Linked DNA regions of Gossypium hirsutum: regions 1 and 2 are each linked to region 3. Evidence: chromatin contacts called from public Hi-C data. All regions are on one chromosome and are shown on one strand. The core of a region is the stretch at or near the end of the contact, and the rest is flanking DNA. Distances in the headings are between cores, read along the strand shown.

The links. A called contact is a pair of places that touch in the nucleus more often than the background predicts.
Region 1: a Hi-C map of anther shows a contact between it and region 3, with 2.5 times the contacts expected there. The contact joins the promoter of LOC107910154 here to the promoter of LOC107908424 in region 3. A contact is called at or near these places in 3 of 34 Hi-C or Micro-C datasets (anther and leaf).
Region 2: a Hi-C map of leaf shows a contact between it and region 3, with 3 times the contacts expected there. The contact joins the promoter of LOC107887190 here to the promoter of LOC107908424 in region 3. A contact is called at or near these places in 6 of 34 Hi-C or Micro-C datasets (callus, leaf and petal).

The regions. Positions count from the first base shown.
Region 1 is chrD02:41,908,409-41,912,824 of Gossypium_hirsutum_v2.1, forward strand. It overlaps LOC107910154 (nudix hydrolase 4), which reads left to right and starts at 2,191. Exons shown (of 4, transcript XM_016837926.2): 1 at 2,191-2,592; 2 at 2,675-2,867; 3 at 2,959-3,087; 4 at 3,182-3,681. The coding sequence starts at 2,408. The coding sequence ends at 3,295.
Region 2 is chrD02:41,948,479-41,952,478 of Gossypium_hirsutum_v2.1, forward strand. LOC107887190 (chaperone protein DnaJ) reads left to right here and starts at 1,972. Exons shown (of 11, transcript XM_016811355.2): 1 at 1,972-2,417. The coding sequence starts at 2,130.
Region 3 is chrD02:41,608,824-41,612,819 of Gossypium_hirsutum_v2.1, forward strand. It overlaps LOC107908424, which reads left to right and starts at 2,611. Exons shown (of 10, transcript XM_016835585.2): 1 at 2,611-3,036; 2 at 3,291-3,390; 3 at 3,484-3,634; 4 at 3,850-3,907; 5 at 3,995-3,996. The coding sequence starts at 2,915. It overlaps LOC121215092 (U5 spliceosomal RNA), which reads left to right and starts at 1,099; the gene lies at 1,099-1,214.

The DNA of each region.
Region 1 (4,416 bases), core at 941-3,440, 300 kb after region 3:
AAAGGACCATTCCGGTAAATAATTAAAAAATAGGCCAATTTCGGTAATTTTTGAAAAAATGACTTTTATTGGTAAATTGCCCAAATCTCGCATATGATTTTTAAAAATATATATTTATGTAAAAAGGCCAAAAACATAACCTCAAATTTATATTTATTGATAATTTTACAATTGAATTTATAGGGAACACAATTAAAATTTTAAATAATAGTATAAAATTTTAAAATTTGGAAGTTAATTTTGTAAGTAGAATCAATTAAAGGGTATTTTAGACTTTTATTTTTATTTTTTTCATTTTTCAATTATTTAAGATTTATCAAATATTAATTAATGACTCTGTCTAGTAGCTCAAGAGTCAAGAGCTATTACATAGCTTTGTTTTAGTTTTTCTTTCTCTACTGAAAAAATATTAATTAATGACTTGATAATGGGATGTAATTTTTTTATTTGTTATATTTGTATTATTTATCATATTAAAATAGATTTTGATATCTTATAACAATACATTTAAATTTAAAATTTGTTTGTAGTTTGAAAAGTTATTTGGTACTTCATTAAAGGTATAGAAAAAAAATATAAGAGAAAATATATGACCATATTTGAACTCTATTTACAATTTATTGATAGTGACCTCTATTTTTATATATTTATGTTGATTAATTCATTTTAATCCTTGCTTTTATTTATGAAATAATTAAATCAACATTGACTTAGGCTTTGATAAAATTGAAAAAGTTAAAAAAGTTTGAAAAATCAAATCTTGAATTTAAGTTATAAAATATGTTTGAAATATTATCTAAAATTAAATATTGAGTGGAGCTAGAATACTTGATAAATAATAATATAATATTAAAAATAAAATAAAAATAATTGAACATATTCTATATTACATAATGTTTTTTAAATTGGACATGTGGTCGAACTAGTTGTGTAACTGATTCACCGGTTTAATCGGTTCGATTGAAAAAAATTAAAAATTAAAAAATCCGGTTCAACTTGTCCAAACCTATTCTTGGGTTAACCAATTCAAAGCCTCGCTCCGGATCGATACCCTAATCCGGTTCAATTGGACCCAAACAATATTGATATTACGTGATAAGTAGGTCCGTATTTACTTATAAATTTCTACACTTTTTTTTACGAAAAAAGTTTATCAAATAATTTTCATGATAGGTTATCAAATGTGTTTAAGAAAAATAAATTAATGATAATATTAATTTTCAGTTAGATTTTTTTTCAATGGTTTATCTAACATGGCCTTAATTTAAGAAAAAAATTAATCTATTGAGCTTAGCTTAATTGACACCATCTTGAAAAACATGGACTTGAACTTGTTTAAGCGATTTTTTTTCGATTTAAAAGTTTAAAAGGGATTATGAGTAAAAATAAGCGTGGTAGAATTTAGAATTTATAATTCTTCTTTTATCTTATAAAAACATAGTTTCCATTTTGATACACTAGAAGGAGTTAGTATGTTGAAGTAATACAAATATAATTTGTTTGTTTTCGAAAGGATGACTCTATTTTTGTTGATGTTTTAATTAATTTTTAGATTTTCCATTGTGATTCCTAAAATGAATGAAACTGTATCTTGGAGCTAGTTTTACCATTTTGAAGTAAGATATCTATTTTTATAATTTTTAGAAATTCAATAATTAGAATCATTTTGATGTTTTAATCGTTTTTAGATTTTACCCACTTAAAAAGAGTAAAACTAAACTTTTAATGTTACTTATTTTATTCTTTTAAATATTCAAAAAATTATCTCACGATTACTTAAGTTTTTAAGTTTCACAATTAGATTTAAAATTTGGCAAATATATTATAAGATGTATTAAAAAATTAATTATATAAATAAATATAACACTTGTCACACCTTTAATCATTTATAGAATAATTACTTAAAATAAAAATAAAATTATGAAAATTCATTTTAATTTTATAACTAGGAGCCGAGCAATCGACATAGGATTGGTTGGATTATTATTAAGCAGTTAAGATTCGAGAGCTTTTCAAGGTTTTTTTGTCATCTTCTACTGATTGATTTATCTTGTAATAATTATAATGAGAAATAAAATAAATAAGAAAATTACATGCTTAACGTGTGAAGGATGATTTTTTTAATTAAAAAAACAATTTAGTGACTGTCTGAAATAAAAAACATGTCGTATGGTGCAGGCGCGTCGGTTTTAAAGAGGTTTCCTATCTCTTTCCTTTGTCTCAGTGCCAAACGCGGCTCTCTCTTGGTTGTTATCCACGCTCTTCATCAAATATCTATCTACAAATTGCAATCTCTATATGAGGAATAAATCTAAAACTCTGCAAAACCACAACGAAAGAAACCCATTTTCAAATTTTTTTTCTATTGCAAAATTTTCTGCTTTTTGTTTTGTCTGAAACTGAAACCATGGGAGGGATATCGGGGTTTCTTATGAAGTTTCCCTCATTGATCCACTTTTTGTTGTCTCTCCTGGAGAAAATCCCTGCGAGATTGCCTATGCCAATTGAGAAATTGGTTTCTCGTGTTTCATATCCTCGCACCGGCAGGCACTTGCAGCGCTATAATAACAGAGGCTTCCGCTTAGTTGTTGGGTAATCTTTTTCTTTCCTTCTCCTCTTTTGATTGGCTTGGTTGAATAGAAGGATTCTAATTATCAATATTTGGTTTGAGCAGGTGCATTCCCTACAGGTACAGGGAAAGCGAAGATGGCAAGTCAATTGAGGAAGCGATTGAAGTTCTTGTAATAAATGCACAAAATGGGAAAGGGATATTATTCCCCAAAGGGGGTTGGGAGAAAGATGAATCCATGGAAGAAGCAGCCATTAGAGAGACGGTTGAGGAAGCCGGTGTAGTTGGCGTCATCGAAGTTAGTAATCTACCATAGGCTTTTTCATTTCAAACTCTTGATTCCATTTCTTCCTGATTTTAACTGGATGGATGTATATGTATGTTTGCAGTGTAAATTAGGTAAATGGTGTTATAAGAGCAAAAGGCAAAGTATATACCATGAAGGCCACATGTTTGGTCTGCTTGTGAAGCAAGAGTTAGATGGATGGCCTGAGAAAAACATCCGAAAACGGGAATGGGTATGTATTTGGCTGCCATATATATGTATGTAAATGTTAATAATGAACTGAGTATGAAAGAACTGAACATGTGTTGTTATTGTTATGTATGTAGGTGACAGTGTCGAAAGCTAGAGAAGAATGCCCGCATTTGTGGATGATAGAAGCCTTAGAAGAGTTGGTTTGGCGACAAACGCAGGCAGGTGCGGCCCAAGGAGGAAGTAAATGAAGTAGCAACTATGGAGTTTTGTTGTTTGAATTTGTAGGGTTAGGAAAATAGATCATTGTAATTAAGAAGACATCAAAACGTTAGATTTCCAAACATTTGCTGGTTTTGTTCTGGTATTCATTTCAGTAGGTAGAAAATTTTTTCATTCATTCATTCATTTGATTTGGGGTTTGAATCCATACAAAAAGTATGATTCACATCAGAATTTAACCTCTGATCATCTAACTCTGGTTGGAGTTTGGTTAGGCCACGTGTTATTGATAAGGACATAGATTGAGCAACTGGCTTCACAAGTTATCCTCGGTTCGGGATTCAGCCACGTAGCCTTATTCCATTCATTCCCCTGTAATTTCTCCCAATTTATCATACACTTTATATTTTGTGTATGTGAGTCGTGTTATTAATGATTTCTATTAGGAATAATGTTATATTTAGTCCTCTAATTTTATATAAAAAATTCATTTTAATTTTAATTTAATTTTTCATCTCTTATTAGATGTTAAATTTATATTGTTTGTCAAATTACACTACACCAAAATGGATGGAAAAGTGAATAAAAGTTAATTTTGTTGACATGTCATTCGTTTGGGTTTGGGTTTGGGTTGCCATGTGGATCACATCAACAACTAATTTTTAAATTTTAAAAAATTCAAAAGTTACTTAAAACTATTTTTTAAAATTAATTAGACTGTCATGTGTATGTCACAATTTTAACAAATGTTAACGTTTCTATCTATTTTTTGTGATTTGATAAACAATGTAAATTTAATGGCTAAAAGAGATGAAAAATTTAAATAAAAAATTAAAATCACTTTTATTAAAGATTAAAAGGAAAACTTTTAATGTTTTTATACTTTCATTATTTCATAAATTTTTAATGTAATTTAAAGAAAAACTATAATTATCAATAGTTGTTACATTGTCATGATATATATCAATAGAACTATGATCTAGTGTCCCTTGATTTCTTTGATTATTAAATAGTAAAAATATTAATAATACATTTAGAGTGTGTTTTTGATTAAATAGAAAATTGAAGGGACGAGAAGAGAATGAAAAAATGAAAAAAAGAAAGAAAGAAATTTAAAGTATAATCATTTTCCATCTAAATGTATAAAAAT
Region 2 (4,000 bases), core at 722-3,221, 340 kb after region 3:
AATTCTTTTAGCTTCCCCGTAAATAAAAAAAAGTTATCCAAGCCTCTCTCCCTTTCTTTTTATTTCTTTTGTATAACCTCAATTCAAACATAAGGTTGTTGTATGTTTAAACACCAAAAAGTAATTGACTGTAATTACCAGGGTAGTAATTACACAATTATATAATTTTAAATTCTAAAAAAATAATAATTCTAAAAAAATATCAATAAGACTTGAGAAATAAAATCTCTAAATAAGTAACAAAACTTAAAATCAAATCATCGTTTATAATACATTAAGTATTCAACAATACGATTACTAATAAAACTAACAAGAAAGATAAATATTCTATGAAATTATCTAATTACTTAATCATTCCATATTTATTGGGTTATTCGCTCTCTAACATTAAACTTATACTCTTTGTTAATTTGTTATCATCGATAGATCCTTAACCAAGTACAAACAATTAATAATAAATACCATGTAATTTAGTTAATGATAAATTGTAAAAATAGTCATCCAACTATTAGTGCGTTTCTATTTTGGTCACCTAAGTTTAGAATTTCTATTTTAGTCAGTAACATTGTTGAAATTTAATATTTTGGTCACTCTTATGTTAAATCACTAACGGTGGCCTCTTTTTTTATTTGGATGATAAAAATTTAACCTTCCAATATTTATAGATTCTATCAATTTAGTTCTAATTCTAAGTTTAACTATTTACTTTACACATTCTGCCAATTATAAATACATATAAAATTATAAATAAAAGAATACCCATTTTCTTTTTTTTGACATAAATTTATTTATTAAAATAATAATTTTATTTTATGAATAAAATATTTTTAAAAAACCTCACAAACAAGATTTAACTCAAATTCAAACTTTTCCTTTCCTTTTAGTTTATTTTATAAATAATAAATTTTATCATACGTCTGGCCTTGTTCCTTAGTCATCATCAAATTTGTTGAGCGTTGGGCACCACCTTCTCTTACAACCATCAATACTAATATCACTTACTCTAAACTTTTTGATTTCATTGTCCTCCATAGTCGCACCATCGAATTAGGAATCGATTGTGGAGCTACCTACAGGGCCTTCCACCTAATGGGTCTTTAAGACCTTATCCTCACCTATATATCTCTAATCATGGCTGCCCCTAAATGCAACAAACTCATTATAGACAACAACCTATAGACATCGATTCTCACATTTTTTGACCACAAGCTATAATTTTTGACCCAACCTGAACATGGTTGTCATTAATATTGAAAAAAGGGAAAAGTTAAATCATAAGTCTTTTTCATGGATTTCCCCCTTAAATTGTTTTATTTATAAGGTTATTATTTTATTTATAAGGTTATTATGTTAATAAACAAATTTTATGTTAGAAATTGCTAAAAATATATTAATTTATTTTTTAAATATTTTTATGTATTTTTATTGAAAAATGAACTTTTAAATATTTTTATTATTTTTAGGAATCAAGACTGAGTTGACAAAATATGTAAAATTGTGGGCTAAATTTGTTTAATATTTTAGATTTAGGACTAAATCGATAGAATATATAAATATTGAAGGGCTAAATTTGTTATTATGCCAATAAAATCACCATTAGTGATTTAACGAAGGAGTGAACAAAACATAAAATTTCGATAATGTTAGTGACTAGAATAGAAAATTTTAAACCTTGATGACCAAAATAGAAACATGCTAATAGTTGGATGACTCTATCATTTACTTAAATTTAGTATGAATAATTTATAACAAATAAGTTAATTATTTAGTAGGTTAAAATGTATGAGAAATTATATTTTATTTTAAATTATTTGAAGGATATTAGTAAAATAATAAATATTTATATTTAAAATAACATATATCTTAAAACTAAAATATTACTATCGTATAAAACTAGCTTTTTAAATTTAAATAATATAGAAACGTGGTTGAAAAGTTATAATATAATTATTCAAATTTTCGGTAGCAATTAAGAAAAAACGATTTTATAAGTTTAATAATGGAATGATAAAAAAATAAGCATTGTTGGATGATTTACCCAGAAAGGAAACAAGAGGGCAGATTGAGGTGGTGCTAAAATCTCAACAAAATTGCAAAACCCCAAGCCTCTGCTAATAAGAGCAAGAATAATGGCAACATCGTATCCGCTGTACAATTGTGGGACTAGACAGAACTCGTTTCTAATTCCTGGCAGTGGCAGTAGAACCTCTGTCTTGGGCTTGAGATGGAGCGAATCTCAATTCTTCTGCAAAACCCACGCCCCTTCCTATCGTCTTGGTATCATCAAGAGGAAATGCCGTCACAACGCCGTAATCAGGGCCGCCGCCTCTGGCTCCGATTATTATTCCACTTTGAACGTCAGTCGTGGTGCCACTTTGCAAGAGATTAAGACCTCTTACAGGAGTCTTGCTCGCAAGGTTCGTCGCTTTCTCCAATTAGCTTGCTGTTTGTTTTAGAATTTCGCAGTTGTCTAACATTACTCCATCTTTTGGGAGGATTGAATTTATAACATTGGATTTGATTTTTATTTTATTTTTAATTTGAAATGATATAATCTTTGCTTCTTATGGATAGCTTGAAAGTAATGAGTGTTGTTGCCTTGCCATTTTCTTTTTCATGCTAAATGGAATGAAATTAAGGGATATAAAGTAGTAGATTAATGAGACCGTTTATTTGATTTAAGATTAACCATTTTAAAAAACAATCTGTCTAGGTTTTTAATCAGAGTTGAAAAAAAAATTTGTAAAAACATAGGTTATAGATTAAACTATTAGGAACTCATACGAGTTTTTAATGTTTACACGCCATTACCATATTTCATCCTCTATTTTTATATTCATCCATTGGAAGACTGAATTAACCTATGAGATAATCCAGTTCCATAGAGTTCTTGCATCGAGTTGATCTCAAACCAATGACCTAGTTGCTTCAAATGCCGAGTGTTCCTTTGAGATATTCATGCTACCTTCTATAATTGGAATGGTGAATTTTAATTATTGTGATGTCTTTGTATCCTTATTTTCACTTTAATCTGAAGCTATGGACTGTCTTTGGTTCTAACACCTGTGGAATCAGTCCAATATTTTCTAGTTTATGTAGAGAAAGAATGTAATTAGAATCCTAAAATGATTAGTATTATCTTTTAAAATCTTTCAGGGGCAGTGAACTATCTGGGTTTGCATGTAGGTCAGGTTTCTGATGATCAGCTTATGATTTTTGCTTGAGTGTACCAGGATTTTTGCTAAATATTTGGGTAAATTGACTCTCTATGCATGAGGATGATTGGAAAGTAGATGGAATGTTAAAGGTTTAAGAGGGTAGTAAATATATCACTTGTTAGTTCATTTCTTGCCCTTAAATTTCCATTATCTTAACTAAATTAGAGGAAGGAAAAAGAGTTTTCATAAACCTTATGATATTTTATTTCCCTCATTTTTTTCTAGGTTGCATAGTGTTTGCTTCTTTCGATTCCCTATGCCCCTATTTTCAAAGCTATAGGCTGCAACATATTTGGGTGGACTGACTTCCCTAGAATTTTTTTCACTGCAAAGTTGATGGAGTAATAAGGCTAAAAATGGTAGTAAATATATACACTGTTTAGTTCATTTCATATCCTTACTTACGTTTCCATTACATTAACTAACCGAGATGGAAAAAAGAGCTTTCAAAAGTTTTCTAATATATTCTTTCCCTTCTCTATTCCCCTTTCCTTACGGGTAGCATGTTGTTTAAGATTATAAAATGAGTGTTGCTTTTTTTTTTTTTTTTTTGGGATAACTTGCCCATAGTGCATTTGTTTGTAAGAGTAAGAACATTCTGGTCGGACAAATGGATGTTGTCATGTTGTTACTTCAAGTAAATCTGCAATCTCGAGCTTCGTCTTGAGCTAAATTTTAGTAATACGGAAAATAAAGAACACGATATATGTGCCATTGGCACATGTCACGATTAATTGGACTAGCACCAGTTATTTTAGTATATTTGATATGAGAGAGAGAGA
Region 3 (3,996 bases), core at 1,361-3,860:
TGTTCTCAGTGAGGTTGTACGATGAGTAACCAAGTAAAACTTGTTAAGATAGATCATAAAACATGTTTTAAATCCCTATCTTCATCAAATGAAGGTGAGGAGGGAGGATATGTGATAAGGGTGGTTACATATAGATGATCTTATAGTGAAGCCATTGTCAACTATTTCTAGTCTAGGTTTGCTTAACAGGTTTTCTGTCAAAGATAGTGGGGCACTCCAAGAGAAAACGATCAAAATCCGTATGGATGAGGTAATTACGTACATCTTTTTTTGTTTTTAACTATATTATAGTTTGAGATATCACATTTTTGTTTTGCTTGTGTGTCAGGCTGTGAAATTGCTCAAGGCATCGTCGCCGTCCAAGACTGTGCTTAATGATATCTTCTATGGAAAGAAGGCACATGTATAACGTTCTCACCTAGTAATTTGTATCAGTCGAATGGGGTCTTTCTATGTTCTAATTTACTTGTTTGCTTTTAATTATTTTGCATTCTAAATTTGTATGACAACTTATTACGCTTTTAAGTTAATAAAAGTTGAGAGTTCTAAACTTATTAAATATATATTTTTTAAGTATAAAATGTATAATGCATATTTTTTTTATATATTATTAGAAAGATTAATATTTTTTAAAGCGTAAAACGAAATATATCGCACTAATAAACTAAAAGTGTCATAGAAATAAACATTCCAAGTTAAAATGTTAAAAAAAAAAAAAGTTCATTCCTATTCTCTATGATTAATGTGAATGAGTAACCTGTGGAGTAGGATACAAGAATGATTTTCTGGTGGGTATTGAGTTTGCATAACTTAGTTCACGACATGCATTTTCAGCTTACAGTAAAGCAGGAATATCTTACAGAACCATTAACTTGGGGAATCAATCAGTCAGTAAAGGCGTAAAACACATGGAACAGTGATAGATTTAAAACAGCTAATTTACGAGATTATGATGCGGAAATTTAGAGAACTGATGGAGAACGGCTTGCCTTGAGAGTCAGAAAAACCAATGGAGAAAAATTCCATAATAGAACACAAGCAAGCGCAACCCAATCGACTTTTATAAATAATGTCCAAATGGCTTGAATGAAAGCACGGAGCCGTCCGGTGGGCACAGAGCGAGCTATTCTTTCGCCTTTTACTAAAGAATACCGTGTGCTCGCCGCTCTTTGCGGCATACGCCTATTTTTGGAGGGCTGTTCTTTCTAGAACCGGGCCATCAATATCAAGTTTAGAAAGCTTTAGTATTCATAGATTGTAGGGTTTCTTCTTTCTCTTCTACTCCATAGGATTTTGTTGGCCTGGTCTTTACATGATTCTATAGCAGAGACCAAGCGAATTGGTTAATAATAGAGAAATATGTCATACTGAAAACTGGTATACACTAGTCAAGGTTTTCACCATATATAATATTAAAGCTGCATGACCATGTTTCATGAAGTGCCTCGTGCTAGTTGTGCAGGGCTGAAGACAAAGGGCTTCTTGTTCGTCCAAACACAGTAGGTTTGTTTTAGTATTCTCTGTTCTTAATTTTTATTCGGACACCCTCTAGATTCTTGGCTTTGCCTAGTTGGAAACTAGTGAGGTAGGGATGTGCAAGGATTGGGTTGTTGATTTTGATAGCTCTAGTGGAATAATCAATGAAAAGGGATTTGAGATCAGCAGCCTTAAAGTATAACAATGGAACAGCAGTTTTGAAAGGCATGCTCCACTGATTCTGGAAATAAACCCTTACTTTTGGTTGGGAACTTAATAGCATGTAAACTACATCCTTCTATTGTGACTGCTACACCAGCAAGGAAGTAACTCACACTCAAAGCATCACCTTCAACATAAGCATCACCTACTAGTTAACAAATGTATATACTATAAGCAATATAAATTAAAACACCAAAAAATACCGAATTCATATATATAAAGCAATTATATTTACCGGTAAGATGTATACATATTAAATAGGTAGAAAAATTTCAATAGTAAGCATTAAAGTTTTGTGTTTCCGACTTGAATTTATATAAAAAATAAGATTGAGAATAATAATATTAAGATAGATGTAATTTAACAAGTAGTAATATAATAGTGAAAAGTTAATAAAATTGGGAGAAAGCAACAAGAAAATAGCTTTAAAATAACAAAAATAGTAGATTTTTTTGTCCTTTTGTGAATTCAGGTCGGGCCGGTGCAAAAAATACCTTATTTGAGGCTCAATTTGTTTTTAAATATGCTTCTTTTTTGCCTATATTTTTATTCAAATCCTACCACTTTTAAAGTAGACTTTTGGACCGGATCTGGTGGCCCGACCTATGAACAAGTCTAGATATATGAAAGAAAATATTTTTGATAATGTTATGCGTAAATTAAAATGTATAATATTCAATTTATTATAATACTACACATAATTAATGTTTTTGGTAAGTGAGATTAAAATTATTTTATTTCCTTATATTTTATGCAATTAAGTGAAGAGAGGAGAGGAAAACAAATGCATTTACTATAACTCTATTGGTGGATCTCTCCCTCTGATATCGTCAGCAAAAGAAATGTAAAATACAATTCCATCAAGATAGTTATTTATATTATAATATTTTAGTCTTTAATTATTATTAAACAACAAATTTTTTAATGTTTTTTAACCTTTTTTGTGTTGTTGCTTATTTTCCTTTCTGCCTCTCTCGTGCTTCTGCCTCTGTTACCTCCCTTCTTCATTAAAGTAGTTTTTCTATGTTAAATATCATTTCGAACATTCTTATTTTCTTTCTACCGCTTCATTTTTGCACATTCATGGAGAATTAAGTTATTTGATTGTAAAGTTGGGGTGGGTCTTTTCTTCTCCATTTGGGGCTTTACAATAACATCCCTCGCTTTTCCTTTTTGTTCCTTCAATTTTGGTACTCTGTAAATTAAATTTCTTCACATGAAAAGGAAGGACAAAGAAAGTGATAAAACAATGGCTGTTTCCACTGAGTTGGACTTGCAGAGCAGCAGCGATTGCTCTTTTGTATGGGATCCTCAAACTCACCTCTATTTTCATGCCAGGTTGATTTATTTATTTACTTCAAATTTTCTATTTTCTATTTTCTATATCTATAAACTATTACTATTAATTCTTCCTCTCATTTTTAATAAAATTAGTTTTTATATTTGAGAAATTAATTGTAGATTTTTTCCCTTTAAACTTCGATGATTCTATCCCAATATGTCATACAATTGGGTTTTTTTTCCTCTCTCTGTCTCTCTCAATGATCGTTTGTTCATTTTGGCACCGTACGCCTTCGTTTGATTTGTTGCAGTAGTGGATTTTACCATGACCCTGATGCCGGATGGTACTATAGCAGTAGAGATGGTCTCTATTACACATTTGAGAATGGAAATTATGTGCTTTTGGACATGGTAGTTAGCTCATACCTTCTTTTATCTGGATGATTAATCCTATGTTCGGTATGCTTTTCATTTTAGGTTTTTGATTCCAAAATGATTTTGCAGGAAGGATCTGTGGCTGATAATTCTGTTTTAGATGAGCCTTGTGCCACTGCTTCTTATAATGGTCCCGAGTATAATCGCTCTTCGTCTCAGGGCAATGAAGTTGATGCTCAGAATACTACTATAAATGTTGCTGACGAATCTACTAGTACAGGTAAAATTTCTCTTTACTCAATATTATGCTGTGGAATGATTGAAGGGTAGTTGAAGGAACAAGTTTTTCTTTGAGCGGTGCAATCTGTGAATCTGATTCATTAGTACAAAATTTCATCTCAAAAAAAAGTTCTACTTCTGTAAATAATGTTCTATTGATTGGATTCTTTTTCGCTCTAGTGCTTTAAACTAATTCACGGTACTTCTGATTACCAGGTCCAATAGAGGACACCAGTGCTCAAGCATCTGAGCAGCCACCACCACCATCAGAGTGGTTTGCTACTTCTGACATTTTATATCCTATATTTTGGTTGAACTAGTTGATTACATGTTTTCTTACTGAGGTATCATCTTGATTCAGGT